5 separate regions of the Mus musculus genome follow, and all the other regions are linked to region 2. Evidence: chromatin contacts called from public HiChIP or PLAC-seq and promoter capture Hi-C data. All regions are on one chromosome and are shown on one strand. Each heading gives the region's core, a stretch centred on a gene start, on an enhancer-like site or on the middle of the called end of the contact. The rest is flanking DNA. Distances are from core to core; before and after follow the strand shown. Region 1 holds the start of Acox1 (acyl-Coenzyme A oxidase 1, palmitoyl). Region 2 holds the start of Mrps7 (mitchondrial ribosomal protein S7). Region 3 holds the start of Srp68 (signal recognition particle 68). Region 4 holds the start of Foxj1 (forkhead box J1). Region 5 holds the start of Trim65 (tripartite motif-containing 65).

Region 1 (2,700 bases), core at 137-2,636, 590 kb after region 2:
GGCCTTCTGGCCCACCCTCTCCCACAGTTTCGCCATGTAACCCTGGCTGACGAACAGGAACTAGCTCTGCAGACCAGGCTGGTCTCAAAATCAGAGATCAGCCTGCCTCTGCCTCTGCCTCCTCCGAAGTGCTGAGATTAAAGGCATGGGTCACCGTGGCCCAGTTCAAAAGAACTTTATAAATTAAAGTTTCATCTTATTGTGTGTGGGGGTACAACAGCCACCTCTAGCAAATGGTCAGAGGACAATCTAAGGGAGGTGACTCTCTTTCTACAAATTGAAATTAGATGATTAGGCCAGGTAGCCACCTCACCATCCCTTAAAGTTTGTTAAAATTAAAAAAAAAAACAATTTTGGGCACAACCGTTCATTATTAGCATTTTTACAACTATGCTATGCTATCCTACTAAAAGATCTAGATGCAAAAGTAATATTATTTTTCACACATAAAATTGAATCATGAAGTATTCAATTTAAGCCTTTAAACGACATGCGCGGTAAGAAGACCTCCCCAGACTGCAGCTGTAGTTTGGGCATACACTAATGTGCTAAGATACACCTACTTTTTAAACCACATGATTTCTTCAGGGTCTGCGATGCCAAATTCCCTCATCTTCTTCACCATGGTGGCACTCTTCTTAACAGCCACCTCGTAACGCTGGCTTCGAGTGAGGAAGTTATAGTCCTCATGTTGGAAGTCTGGATCGTTCAGAATCAAGTTCTCTGAAAGAGGGTTAAATGACATCAAGAGAAACAGGTACTCACCCTCCCTGACTCCCATCAGATTAGAACAGAGGACGTTCCCCTCCTAATCCTGACACCGGACGCCCATCGAAGTAGGGGTCCCCGCTTCCCCTCAACTCCAGAGGCCCCAAATCCTCATTCACGGGGGTCTTTCGCCTGGTTCGGTATAAGAGGCCCGGCCCTCCAGGCTCACCGATTTCTCGACGGCGCCGGGTGTTCTCCGGACTACCATCCAAGATGTGCGTGATTAACTCTGGATTGAAGGTGGCGGCGGCCCGCTCCTTGCGCAGATCGGGATTCATGACGGAGACCAGTGCTGGGGGCAGAGGAGGTGGCGACAGAAGTGACAGGCACCAAAGCGATGACAACCTGTCTCCGCAGCTCAGGCGCCGACCAGGCCCTATGAGCGGAGCGAGACAGCCCTCGGCCCCGCCCCCTCGAGCCGTCCCCGCCCCGTCCCCGCCGCCACTCCTCACGTGACCGGCTGCAATCCCCGACGCTGGTACCGCCCGCCGGACGGACGAATCCCCTGCTGCGGGCCAGGGGAGGTCCCCGAGCGGCTCCTCGCCAAGGAAAGCAAGGTAAAAGGTCAAGGGACCGCAGTGGCACTGGAAAGGGAGTGGGGCTCTTCCCGGACCTCACGTCTCCAGGTTCACGTGATCTTTCCGGGAGGAAAAGAGCCCTGGAGACGCGCGCAACCGATTGGCCAGGGCCTTGAGGGGCGGGATTGCGCCTGCGCTGTGGGACTCACCTCCTTTCAGGCTAGGGCGGTGGGTGTGTGTGTGTGTGGGGGGGGGGTCCTCTCACCACAGTGTCCCCGGAAACCAGAAGGGAATGGGTGTCAAGGGTCTCGGGCGGGGTGAGGAGGCTAATAGAGGAAAGCTGTTGATTTTACTGGAACCCAAACAAATTGGAGCGAAAGGGTAACAGGACAAAGGTTACGTTCGGGAGACGGTTCATTGTCGTTGGCTAAAAATATTGCCGACTTGACTGACGTTAGAGACTTGGGATGCAAGGACCTGGTCCTGCGGAGCTTCCGGGTTTATGCACTGGGCCTGGATTTAAAGCGAGAGGGAACAGGTCCAGTTTCTCTACATTTTATAGCCCAAGTCTTTTCCCACCTAAACCGGCAGGGCAGGTCCTAGAAATTTTGAAATCTAGACTTTACTTTGCCATATCATTATCGTCATCGAAGATGTACCTACGCCTAAGAAGTTCTAGCGTAGGATTTATAACAAAGAGTTCCTGAGCCTCAAAGACAGCCAGTTTTCACCAGTTTGTTTTTTAATTCTTCCTTAAAAATTGCTAAGTAGTAGGCTGGAGATGTCGAGCATGCACTAAAGCCAAAATATAATCTCAAAGCACAGCATAAACTGGGCACCGTGGCACACACAGGCTTGCAACTTCAAGTGGAGGTCTGAGGATCACGAAGTCCAAGATCATTATCAGCTATATAGAATCGGACTGAAGGCAGCCTGGGCTGTGTAATGCCTTGTTTCAAAAAGCCTTTAAGTGCTAAGTAAAATGCACTCTTTCTTCATTTGATTTCATGCCACCAAAAAGAACTACGCCGGTAGTGGCGCACGCCTTTAATCCCAGCACTGGGGAGGCAGAGGCAGGTGGATTTCTGAGTTCGAGGCCAGCCTGGTCTACAAAGTGAGTTCCAGGACAGCCAGGGCTACACAGAGAAACCCTGTCTCGAAAAAAAAAAAAAAAAAAAAAAAAGAACTACATTTCTTCATTACCTCTCTAACTTGCCCTTGTAACAACATATGTAAGACCCTTTTACAGTAACGGTGCTGAGAATGGGTTAAACGAATGAAGGCTTTAGCCTGAATGCAAAGTTAATGGAGCCCCCAAAATTCAATATTTTAATGCACTTTCTTTTCTTTTTTCTTTTCTTTTCTTTTTTGTTTGTTTGTTTGTTTGTTTGTTTTGTTTGTTTTTCGAGACAGG
Region 2 (2,700 bases), core at 189-2,688:
GGGGCAGGAGGATCTCAGTGAGTTCGAGGCCAGCCTGGTCTATACACAGCTGACTGGACACTGGGATCCTTGGGTAAATGATTTTAGCCAATGCCTGTAATCCAGCACTGTACACTCCCCAGAGAACTGTCACATATAGGGAGATGGCTCTATGCCCTGCCCGCAAACATCAGACACTGCAACTGTGATCTTACTTTTCTTTTGGGATGTAGCTTCCCTTAAAGCTAATTTCAATCTCCTGAACAGTAGTTCTTAAGGAAGGCCATGCCTCTAGGAACAACACTCAAGACATCAAAGAGACAACTGTATTCCGTAAAGGATTTCCAGCTCAGGGCTCTACAAAGACGTCTTACCTGATTCGTCTCCATTTCAGAGGCTCTCCCGGGGCTAGCCCTTAGTAAAGTTAATTTATTGACCCTTGATAAGGCGTGATTAACCAGCCTTATTAACCCTTACTAAATAACCTGGATGAACTGTCCGCTAACGTTAAACCTTATTCCTTTGGAGCAATGTACAAATTAGTAAAGATAGCAACACGTCGATATAGCAGCAGTCATTGTTTTTTGAGTTACTCAAGAGCGGGTTATCTCGTTAAAATGAGTGCGTGCATATATGTGTGTGTGTGTGCGCGCATGTGTGTTCCTTCAGTACATATTTAGCACGCTTCGTGGTATATTGTTCCCTGTAGTCGCGCTTTGGAAATGAATTCTCACTTCCAGCATCCTCACTGAGGATGGTCCCACTCTGGAAGCTGCCAGCTGTGTTGTGTGTGCGGCGTGGCACCGCTCAACCCTCCCCGAGGGACCTGTCCAATGCCCGGTCCCAGAGCACAGGCTGGGTGCAGCCCCACCTCAACCTCCCCACGACGCCCGCCTGTCAGCCCAAGGCGCCCGGGTGTCGCTTTCCGGGCCTGCAGGATCTCGCGCTGCAGGTGTCACCCGCGGGAGCCTGAGGACGCGCGGCGGGGAAGGGCCGCTGCTCGCAAGGGGTGTGAGCGCCGGATGCTCGCCGCGAGGCGACGCCGGGTGTGGACTGCCGCGGGCCGCCGCGGCGGAGGGGATGGCGCAGGGAGGGAGGAGGCAGGCCCGTGGTTGGAGGTCAGGTAGAGGCGGCCCCGGATACTCACTCAGCCAGGACTCCAGGCTCTCCCCTTCCGCCTCCGCCATATTGCAGCCGCCCGGTCCGGCCCTGCGCCCTCAAGCCTCGCGAGGTTCTGCGCGAGCAGGGCGGGGGCGGGGCCCGCATGGGGGCCTGAGCGCGCCGAGGGCTGCGGTCCACGGGCGCGCCGGACCGCGTCGGAGGCCGCGAGGGCGAGGATGTGTCTTCGCTTCTTCCTCAGAGGGAACCTCTGAAGGGAAACCCACGCCCGAGGAAAGTGCGCAGGCTCTCATCCGTGTCCTGTCGCTCACTCACGCAGGCGCGCTGTGGGCAGCCCTCCGAGGTCCTGACAGCGGCCAAGATGGCTGCCCCCGCGCTGCGCGCTCCGCTTCGCTGGTCCGGGCTGGCCCTGGGAGTGAGGTGCGCCGTCTGGAACCTTCCAGGGTGAGAAGGCAGCGCGTAGCCGGGACCGCCGCTCGGACCTTCACGGGAGGACCTGGGGAAAGGAAAGAAGCCGCAGGCGAGCTGCGCTGAGTTCTGGCGCGGGAGGGCACTAACTCGGGGCGCCGAGATGGCTGACTCCAGCCATTAAACGGGCCGGTTTGGGGGCTTAGTACCCTGTCCTATGCCTGACAGGCCGGGATGACCTAGATCGGTTCTACCCGGAGCCGAGAGTGCGGCCCTGCTAGAGATCGGAGAACTGGCTTGCGACGGAACAGTGGCCAGTTTCGGGGTGGGGGCTGCCTACCTCTTGGGACAAGGGTCAGAACTGCTGTCAGGTTAGCAGGCGGTCCCAGCGCCACCGTCCCTCGTCAGCGTGATGGCACTTGCGGCTTACTGTTAAGTCAAGCTTGTTCACTTTTGTGGAGTCACAGATTCACCCGTAGGGTTCTGTCTGCTTCCTCCTCGCCCCACTCCCAGGCTCACACAGGTGAGGGGGAGCCGCTATGCCCCCGAATTCCGGGAGCCCTTGATTGACAAGGAATATTACCGCAAGCCGGTGGCGGAACTCACCGAAGAGGAGAAGTATGACCAGGAGCTCAAGAAAACCCAGTTTATCAAAGCTGCGGCCGCGACTGAAACCAGCTCGGTGTTCGCAGACCCGGTCATCAGGTTTGGCGCAAATGCTCCTCTGCTGTGGGCTGGAACTCACCTGGGGCAGTTTTCTGCTGAGGGATCCGGAGTACAGCCCGGGAAAGCTAACCATGTTTTTCTCCTTGAAGCAAATTCACCAACATGATGATGAAGGGAGGCAACAAAGTTCTGGCCCGGTCTCTCATGGCTCAGGTAAGGCCGCTTCTTCCTCTTCAGCTTGTCTTTCTTTTCCCTCAGGCTTGGTGTCTGCGTTTTACACCATGGCTTCAAAACTAGAAAACAGGTTTCTATTCCTGCCATTAAAATTTCCAAGATCTGAGATTGGTGGTGCCCACCTCAAATCCCATCGCTGGAGAAGGCATTTGAATCCAGCACTCGAGAAGCAGAGATAAGTCAGGCCTGCTTGAGCTACAGAGTGAGTTCTGGAACAGAGCTACTTAGTGAGATCCTGTCTTAAAAACAATCAAAACAGAGCCAGAGGTAGGCAGATCTCTGAGTTCCAGACAG
Region 3 (2,700 bases), core at 81-2,580, 670 kb after region 2:
CATGCAGGCAAACACACACATAAAATAAGATAAAGCAACATTTAAAAGTATTTAAAATAACACGTTAAAAAAAAAAAGCCACATGCTATTAGAACCACACAAATGATATATAAGCTAATACAAACCAGAAAATGTTTCCTGAGGGTTGGGAAGACTGCTCAGCTGGTAAAGGACTTGCTGTTAGCAAGCATGAGGTCATGTTGGGATCTCCCCAGAACCCACGTAAAAAGGCCATACTGTTGTTTGCACACGTAATCCCACAGCTGGGATGGCAAGAGACAGAAAGATCCCTGGAGCCCACTGGCCATACAGTCTATTCCAAGTAGTGAGCTGCACTTTTGGAGGGAGACCCAGTCTCAAAGGTAGAGAATTAGGAAGACGTTGACCTGTGACCTGCAGACACAGCACCAGCGCTTACACCTACACCCATACCCATGCGGACTTGGACACTCAAAAAAAAAAAAAAAAAAGTAACTCCTACAGTTCTTCGAGAAGAGTCCAACAAGATAAAATGCCTTACAGACCTACTTTTGAAAAAACAAAAAACTATACACATGATATTAACAAACTAAAGTAACTACTATTCAAAACAGGTAAGCAGCAGCTTTCCTGGAGAGCACTCTCCCTCCATTTTCAAAGCATCTCGCTGTTTTATGACCCAGGGTTCGACAGCTGTCCGACAACAGCTCCACGCTGAAATGTCAAGGCTGCAGTTTCCCCTCCACAGTCCGGTGGCTCAAGGTACCGACCAGGAGCTCTGTGGGGTGGGCAGGGTGTCAACCCCGGCTCAGCCCTCCAACTGGACATCTGAGGGGCACAGAGGGAACCCTGCCTACCATCTCTATACCCCTTGCAAAAACAAGCTCCGGAAAGCCAGGACGAGAGGCAAACCATGCACACGGGAATGCCGAAAGTGAAGGGCAGGAGGCAGCGGCGCACCTCGGCTCCGCAGCCCGGTGCTGGCCCCCGCCGCCTCGCCCGCCCCCAGCCCTCCGAGCGACACGTAGTCATTGCGAGTTAGGCCACCGCTCGAGGATACTCTCCAAACTCAGGCTGTCCCCGAACTCTTTGTTTGCCTTCGATCCGGCTGAAGGGCGTTCGTTTTCTTTATTCTCGTCTCCTCCGGCACTGCGTCCGCCACCGCTCCCTCCGCCGCCGCCGCCGCTGCCGCTTCCACCACCACCACTACCACCACCCGGGATCTGCTTCTCAGCAGCCATCTTGCCCCTGAGCCGCAAAGCACGATGGAACGGAGCAGGCGAGACGACCAGCGGCGAGAGAGAGCGGCACTTTCCAGGCTGGGCCGATGGTACACTGACGGACTCCGCCGCAGACCGCGGATGTCTTGGGCCTCTGTGGTGTGTTGGTGTGCGCCTGCGCCTCCTGGGTTGAATTCGTGGCTGTTGCTGGGTCTCCGCATTTCTAAGGATTAGCCTCGCTTCAAATCTACCAAGGATAGGAGGACCCGAGAAAGATGCCCACCTCATGCATCCTTGCACCCAGAGAATGGTAGTGTACGCCTTTAATCCCAATACCGAGGAGGCTGAGGCTGGAGGATTGCCTCGAGTTGAGGTCAGTCTGGGTTGCACAGTTAGACCTTATTTAAAACACACACACACACAGACACACACACACACACACACACGAAGAGGCCTCGGTCAGAAGGCAGTGTCCCCAATAGGAGCTTGAGACCCGTGGCCTCCTCTAGATCATGTGACCATCCAAGTATGACTTTTATTAATCTTTGCGGGCGAGTACACCAGGAGTCTCAGTCTTGTGCCAATCACGGCAGGTGAAAAGAAGCTGGCCGCGTAACTCAGTCTACCCTTTTGTGTTACTAAAGGAGGTTGCAAAAAAATGTATGACTCCAACCCTTCCCCCCATCGGAGTTCAGAGATCAGCTAGTGTGGAGTACTAGTTCTCCAGCAAAAATATCAAGGAAGACTGGGCCTGGGCAGATGGCTCAGTGGTTAAGAACACTGGTTGCTCTATCAAGATGATCTGGGTTTAATTTTTAGCACGAGAATGGTGGCTCAAAACCATCTAGAATTCCAGTCCCAGGGATCCAACCCTCTTCTGGCTTCGTAGTCTACAAAACACATGTACACAGACATACGTGTAGACAGAATGTTCATATACATAAAACAAAATAAAAATAAAGGTTAAGGCTTTTGAAAACAAAAAATTAGACAAACTGCTTTCAGAAGGTGGGAGGCAAAAACTAACCTCAAAAAGTGGTCCTCCGAATTACACTCACATACTGAGCTGTGAAGCATGGGCCTGCACACACACACACCTAAACAATAAGCCATGGAGATGGCCCAGCAGGAAAAAGAACTTGCTATATAAACTTTTTAAAAAAGATTTTTATTTATTTATTATTATATCTAAGTACACTGTAGCTGTCTTCACACACAGATCTCATAACAAATGGTTGTGAGCTACCCTGTGGTTGCTGGGACTTGAACTCAGGACCTTTGGAAGAGCAGTCAGTGCTCTTAACCACTGAGCCATCTCTCCAGCCCCCACCTCTTTTTTTTTCAAAGATTATACTAAAGGTGGTTTATTGGGAAGCTGCTCTCTGACTGAGTTCACAGACCCCAAGAACTGAGGCCAAGTCAGTTGCCATGAGGAAAGGGGGAGGGGAGAGGAACGGAGGCCTGCAATCCCAGGGTGCAGCTAAAAATACAAATAAATGGT
Region 4 (2,718 bases), core at 28-2,527, 730 kb after region 2:
AGTTGTCCGTGATCCACTTGTAGATGGCCGACAGAGTGATCTTGGTGGCCTTGCTGGCTTGCATGGCCATGCAGATGAGAGTGGCATAGGAGTAGGGTGGCTTCACGTGTGGGTTGGTGGCATAGTCCACGTCGTCAGGGGGCGGGGCCTGCAGCCCCGGGGGCGCGCTTCGAGATGTGCACGACGATGTGGGCTTGCCGGGTGTGTGCGGCTGCCCAAGGCAGGCAGGGTCTGCCGCCAGCGGTGACCCGGGCGCCACCAAGCCCGGCACTTGGTGGTAGCCGTGGGGGTCTGTGCCTCCTGGGGGAAGAGTGGGAGCCTTGGCGTTGAGAATGGAGAATTCCTGCAGCCATTGCAGGCTGGTCAGGCTGTCATCCAGGGCGTCCGGCTCCTCCATGCCGCCCTCCGGCCCGGCTTCCTCTCCGGGACCCGCTCCGCAGAGGCGCAGCCAGCTCTCCGCCATGTCTGCGGGGACTCTCCGAAGGGGCGGTCAACATCCACAGGCTGAGCCGGAGTGGCCCGCCGCGCTCTCTGGCCCGCTGGTAACCCAGACTCCAGTTACACAGTCTCCAGAACACTCACTTCCATTCTGCGACCCAGGGGGTCGCCTCCTCCGAACACGAATGTGAGGCCTGCGGGAGCACCACGGAACTGAACACTCTTCCCCTACCCCGAGAGGAAAGAGGCGCCTTAGGGGGGGAGCCCCTCACATTCATCCCCGCAGCCTGTGGCGAGGTCAGGGAAACACAGGACCCTGGTCTGATCCTGCGTCTCCACCTCTCTCCATCTGCCCTTGAAGGGTTTGTTGGCCACAATGAGGGAAGAGGGTAGGAAGGCCCAAACTAACTCTTTTCCCCAAAGAGTGGGAAACTAAGATCACATCCCAATAGTCCAGGGGGGTCAGTACGACGCGGCTGGGGCAAAGTAGGTCATCTGATCCTTGAAAAGAGGTGTTAGGATGAAGGGTCTCGGGAAAGGAAGGTCACAGGACCGAGTTATGGAGGAGCAGGAAGCGATCTCCCGAACTCCTCAGATTTCATTTTCGTGGCCCCACTACTTCTGTGGGCGACCGATGGACTGGATAGCCAGCAGGTCCCGACGCCCTCCCATCCCGTGGTCCACAGCCCTCCCAGTCCCTTACCTGGCTCAGAGCGCAGCCAGCCAGAGGAAGGTTCTGGAAGAAGTTCCTCCCACCTCCCGCGGTTCTCTGTCCCCAGCTCGAGGGCTGTGCTGGCGCCCCTCTTCGCGCCCCCCCCCCTCGCCCGACGGCGCTTCTCTGAGCGCCGACGGCCCGGGGACCGGCATTAAGTAGACGCTCGGAAGGCTTCTTCTGCTGCCATGGCGACGCCCCGCCCCCATAAACAGCTTCCGCTGCTGTCATTGGCCAGTACGTCTCCAAGGAGACCGCGGGCCCTTGCAGCTCCTCTGGCGGCAACTCTCTGGAACTCTCTGGTTCTGCCGCCCTCTCCCGCGCCACCCAGCCCCCTACCCGCCACCGAGATCCGACTCTGTGCATTCCCGCCCGAGGGCCCCGCGCTGGGTCTCACGGCGGGTGCTCGGCTCCCGCTCGAGGCCCCGGGAACCCCTCCCCCAACGCGTCGGGTTTGACCGCTGAGGGGACCCAGCCCCGGATTCTGCAGACCAAGTCTCGGGGAACCGTGCCCTTGAAGTCTTTGCCCTCACCGGGCTGCCAGTGGCCTTTGTCTGGTTTCTGGGGCCTTTCCCTGGTCCCCGAGTGTCTTCTCTGGTGCCCACAGGCAAGTTTGACTCTCTGATGCCACCTGTCGCTTATAATCCGCAGAAACGGCCACACAGCTCGCAGACACACCGAGGCGGGTAGGGTAACCCAGCGTCTCCCGGTAAGCAGCTCGCCCACTCACCCTGCTCAAGTTCCCGGAAGCTGGCATTCCAGGGGCATCTGCGGAGGTGCTGCCCTTTCAGACAGTCTAGGAAGCAGAGCCAGCCGGCAAAAAACAGAAAAGCCCTGGGCCTGCAAGATTCTCAAAGAGGTCATTTGTTCTACTGATTTAGCCAGGAACTGGTTAAGTGATGGGAACTACTAAGCATAAGGGATTCTGGGCCCTAGCTTTCCCTATTGCCATCAGCTTTGGGGTTCTTTAATAATTGACGAGCTGCAGGATTGGAAGTGATCGGGTTTAAGGCAGATGCAGAAGCAGGTAGGGCAGTCAGGAATGGAGCTGGCCTTGTACCCAGGTCTGCAGAAATACTAAAAAGAGCCTGAGCCACTGACTGAAACGAATACGTTCACAAACGAATTCACGTTGTAATTAATGGCTCCCTTGCCCCTGTAAACAGTTTTATTCACTTTTAAGAATCATGCAGCAATCCATAAATATTGCATCTTGATGTCCCCACTGTAATGTGCCTATAAGTGTACTCCATGAATGTGAGGGGTACACAGATGGCACATACAGAGCACACGCACGCACACACACACATACACACACACATACACACAGGTGTTCAGGCCCTAAAACAAAGTGTGCAGCCAGCACGCCAACACCAGATGGACAGGACTAGTTCCCCAGTGGGATGGATGGCTTAGGGTTTGAGTCTGTGCCTGGCAGATGTCACAGGGGATAGACACTCTGGTGGGATGAAATTAGGTAAAGCAAAAAGGCTCTTTGAGGAGGCCAAGATCTGGGCAGTACCAAGCATGGAAAGGTGCAGATACTGTGTGATGAGGAGCCAACGGCA
Region 5 (2,700 bases), core at 103-2,602, 530 kb after region 2:
CTCAGCAGCCTGGGGCACCTGGAGAACTCTCCCTCCTGTAACTGCTTGTGCCCTGGCCGCCATCTCTACAGCTTTGTCAGGATGTAATCCCCTGCCCAACAAATTTCCACTCCTTCTAGGGATACCATAGCGACTTCTTTCACTTCACTGTCCGCATCTCTTCCCAGCTCTCAGTAGATGTCTGTGCCCCCACCCCTGTCTGTGTACCCCACACACTGCATATCCCAAACCAGCTACTCTCTACCCAACCTCAGCACACAGCAGCCCGGTCTCCCGAAGAAACCCTTGTCCTGCGTCTTACTCTCTCCACTGGGCACCGGGCTCCCACTCACTTCTCATTTCTTTTGTTTTGCAGCTGAGACCTCCTTCCTCTTACCCCTCATCTCTTACCCCCTCCACACCCCAGCTGGGGCTCAGACTCCAGAAAGCAGAAATCTGATGACATCATCACCCTGTCTCAGCTTGGAAAGGCACTGCACATCCCTAGAGGAAGAGTCACGACCACCATGCAGACTGGCCCTGCTGACTCTACATTCACGTTTTGCTGAGACTCTATCTGACCCTTGAGTAGATCCTTCAGTCTCTGAAGGGCAGAAATCACACTTACTGAATGCTGGCCACCTTAGCGAATGGGGCTGCCAGCCCTGACCTAACACTCTGGCTCTACTTTATTCAGAGGACCTGGGGAGAGCTGCGTGCAGCAGTCAGGTGCACGTGCCCTCTGGGTTCATATGGGAACCCGCAGATCCTGCTGCAGCCCCTGGCCCTGGCCACAAGCAGTTTCGGCCCTCGGAGAGGCCCTTCCCGCACCTCGCGCACGCGGCGCTCCACGTCCAGCAGCGCCCGCTCGTGGTGGCTGCAGTCGTGCACCGTGCACGCGCTGCACACGCAGAGGCCCTCCGTGCGACAGAAGAACTCGAGCGGCCTCCCGTGGCGCAGGCAGCGAGCGCTGTGGCTTGTGGCGGAGTCCCGGCGCGGAGTCACGGCGGGCGGCGCCGGCAGAACGGGCAGCGCCTGCAGCAAGGTGCTCATCTTCACGTTGCGGGACAGCTTGGCGCCCTCGGGGAAGGGCTGGCGACATTCCGGACACGACTTTTCGCAGGAACGCCATGAATCCTGGATGCAGTTCCCGCAGAAGCTGTGCCCGCAGGGCAGCGTCACCGGGTCCCGGTAGCGACCTAAGCAGATGGAGCAAGTCACCACGTCCTCCTCCAGCAACTGAGCGGCCATGGCGGAAGCGAGGCCCAGTGCTCAGATCTCTTAAAGGGGCCGAGGCTACCAGTGCGAGCACTACGTTGGGGAAGACAGTCCAGGAAGTCGCGGCAGTGCGCAGCCTGGTGCACTAGAACGTTCCTTGGCAGGGATCCAAGTCACCCTTGCTTGCCCGCCTTCTGACGCACTGGGAGCTGGGGCGCGGCTCCCTCCGGTCCACCCTGACTATTTGTGTTCCTTCCCTAGACTCTTTTTTGGGGGGGAGGAGTGGGTGGGAGGGTTTCGAGACAGGGTTTCTCTGTGTAGCCCTGGCTGTCCTGGAACTCACTTTGTAGACCAGGCTGGCCTCGAACTCAGAAATCCGTCTGTCTCTGCCTCCTGAGTGCTGGGATTAAAGGCCCAGGGCATGGTGTCTGTTCACAGCAGTAAAACCCTAAGACAGGCTACTGTCATCTCCTCTACAGCTGAGCAGAGCAGATGGGAGTTCCAGGGTCCCCAAAGGCAGTATGAATCAGAGATCACTCCTAATGGAGTAGGCAGAACTGATTTGTTTCTAGGCCTCTAGCCTCACAGTGGGGGCTCCAGGCCTTGGTGGGGGCTGAAATATGCTAAGGTAACAAGCAATCTGTTGCTAGGTCTGACAGGGGCAGGACTTTCTCCTCGAGGAGGTTCTGATCCCGGGGCTGTCTTTCACAAAGATCACAGGCTGGGCAAAGGTTCACTTTTCATGTGTACCCCCAGCTACCGGGCTGCTGGGCACCTTCTGCTCACCCACAGAGCACTAAAGCTTCACTAAAAGGGTCTGGGTGCCCGAAAGTGAAGACATATTGGCATCAGGAAAAAAGTATTTTATTCACATAGAATCGAGGCACATCCACAAGCCCCTGGGTGTCCTGGGAGAGGCCAGCATGGGACTGTCTCAGTTGGCTTCAGATGGCTCTCTCCGGAGGTGTGACCTTCCAGCTGCTGCGACAGTTCCCCCTCGGAGATGAATGTACTGAGTCTCTCAGTAGATTCCATAGGTGGGCTCATGACTGTCCCTGTATCGGTCCAGATAGCGTAGGGGCTGCTCGTGGGGGAAGCGCTTCTGTTTGGGGTGGTAAGGGGGTGGCCGTACAAATTCAAACACAGGTTCCCGCATGTCTGCAAGAAAAGTAAGGGGAGAGTGGTGGACTTCTGCTGACCTGGGCCTCCTTCCTTGCCTGTGAGGCTGGAGTTCTGCCAGGGACTTTTTTGGGTTTTTCGAGACAGGGTTTCTCTGTGTATCCCTGGCTGTCCTGGAACTCAGAAATCCGCCTGCCTCTGCCTCCCGAGTGCTGGGATTAAAGGCATGCGCCACCACCGCCCGGCTCACCCTGGCTTTCAAAGGCCATCTCCTGGCATGGCAGGAAAGGTCTTTATCCCCAGGCCTGCCTGACCACTAAGCCCTTACCTAGAAGCTGGTGGAAGGTGTGGGTGACAGAGTCATCCCAGCGGCACTGGAAAAAA

Evidence for each region. Promoter capture Hi-C pulls out the DNA fragments that hold promoters and counts their contacts. HiChIP or PLAC-seq counts read pairs in DNA pulled down with a chosen protein or histone mark.
Region 1: a contact with region 2 is called in a promoter capture Hi-C map of pre-B cells, with 4 times the contacts expected there. The contact joins the promoter of Acox1 here to the promoter of Mrps7 in region 2. A contact is called at or near these places in 2 of 39 promoter capture datasets (liver and pre-B cells), 1 of 484 Hi-C or Micro-C datasets (erythroblasts) and 2 of 115 datasets of contacts at active chromatin or transcription factors (bone marrow-derived macrophages and pancreatic cancer cells).
Region 3: an HNF4G HiChIP or PLAC-seq map of pancreatic cancer cells shows a contact between it and region 2. The contact joins the promoter of Srp68 here to the promoter of Mrps7 in region 2. A contact is called at or near these places in 3 of 39 promoter capture datasets (liver and pre-B cells) and 2 of 115 datasets of contacts at active chromatin or transcription factors (microglia and pancreatic cancer cells).
Region 4: a contact with region 2 is called in a FOXA1 HiChIP or PLAC-seq map of pancreatic cancer cells. The contact joins the promoter of Foxj1 here to the promoter of Mrps7 in region 2. A contact is called at or near these places in 1 of 39 promoter capture datasets (pre-B cells) and 1 of 115 datasets of contacts at active chromatin or transcription factors (pancreatic cancer cells).
Region 5: an HNF4G HiChIP or PLAC-seq map of pancreatic cancer cells shows a contact between it and region 2. The contact joins the promoter of Trim65 here to the promoter of Mrps7 in region 2. A contact is called at or near these places in 4 of 39 promoter capture datasets (hippocampal neurons, liver and pre-B cells), 2 of 484 Hi-C or Micro-C datasets (CD8 T cells and muscle stem cells) and 2 of 115 datasets of contacts at active chromatin or transcription factors (microglia and pancreatic cancer cells).

Annotation. Positions count from the first base shown.
Region 1 is chr11:116,197,659-116,200,358 of GRCm38.p6, forward strand. It overlaps Acox1 (acyl-Coenzyme A oxidase 1, palmitoyl), which reads right to left and starts at 1,387. Exons shown (of 14, transcript NM_015729.3): 1 at 938-1,387; 2 at 564-723. The coding sequence starts at 1,046. Ten1 (TEN1 telomerase capping complex subunit) reads left to right here and starts at 1,197. Exons shown (of 4, transcript NM_027107.1): 1 at 1,197-1,325.
Region 2 is chr11:115,602,702-115,605,401 of GRCm38.p6, forward strand. It overlaps Mrps7 (mitchondrial ribosomal protein S7), which reads left to right and starts at 1,439. Exons shown (of 5, transcript NM_025305.3): 1 at 1,439-1,542; 2 at 2,020-2,211; 3 at 2,322-2,385. The coding sequence starts at 1,460. Gga3 (golgi associated, gamma adaptin ear containing, ARF binding protein 3) reads right to left here and starts at 1,215. Exons shown (of 17, transcript NM_173048.3): 1 at 1,127-1,215. The coding sequence starts at 1,166.
Region 3 is chr11:116,272,887-116,275,586 of GRCm38.p6, forward strand. It overlaps Srp68 (signal recognition particle 68), which reads right to left and starts at 1,331. Exons shown (of 16, transcript NM_146032.3): 1 at 1,040-1,331. The coding sequence starts at 1,220.
Region 4 is chr11:116,334,077-116,336,794 of GRCm38.p6, forward strand. Foxj1 (forkhead box J1) reads right to left here and starts at 1,278. Exons shown (of 3, transcript NM_008240.3): 1 at 1,142-1,278; 2 at 1-632. The coding sequence starts at 463. It overlaps Rnf157 (ring finger protein 157), which reads right to left. Exons shown (of 19, transcript NM_027258.1): 19 at 2,269-2,718.
Region 5 is chr11:116,129,776-116,132,475 of GRCm38.p6, forward strand. It overlaps Trim65 (tripartite motif-containing 65), which reads right to left and starts at 1,353. Exons shown (of 6, transcript NM_178802.4): 1 at 811-1,353. The coding sequence starts at 1,230. It overlaps Mrpl38 (mitochondrial ribosomal protein L38), which reads right to left. Exons shown (of 9, transcript NM_024177.3): 8 at 2,645-2,700; 9 at 2,042-2,355. The coding sequence ends at 2,219.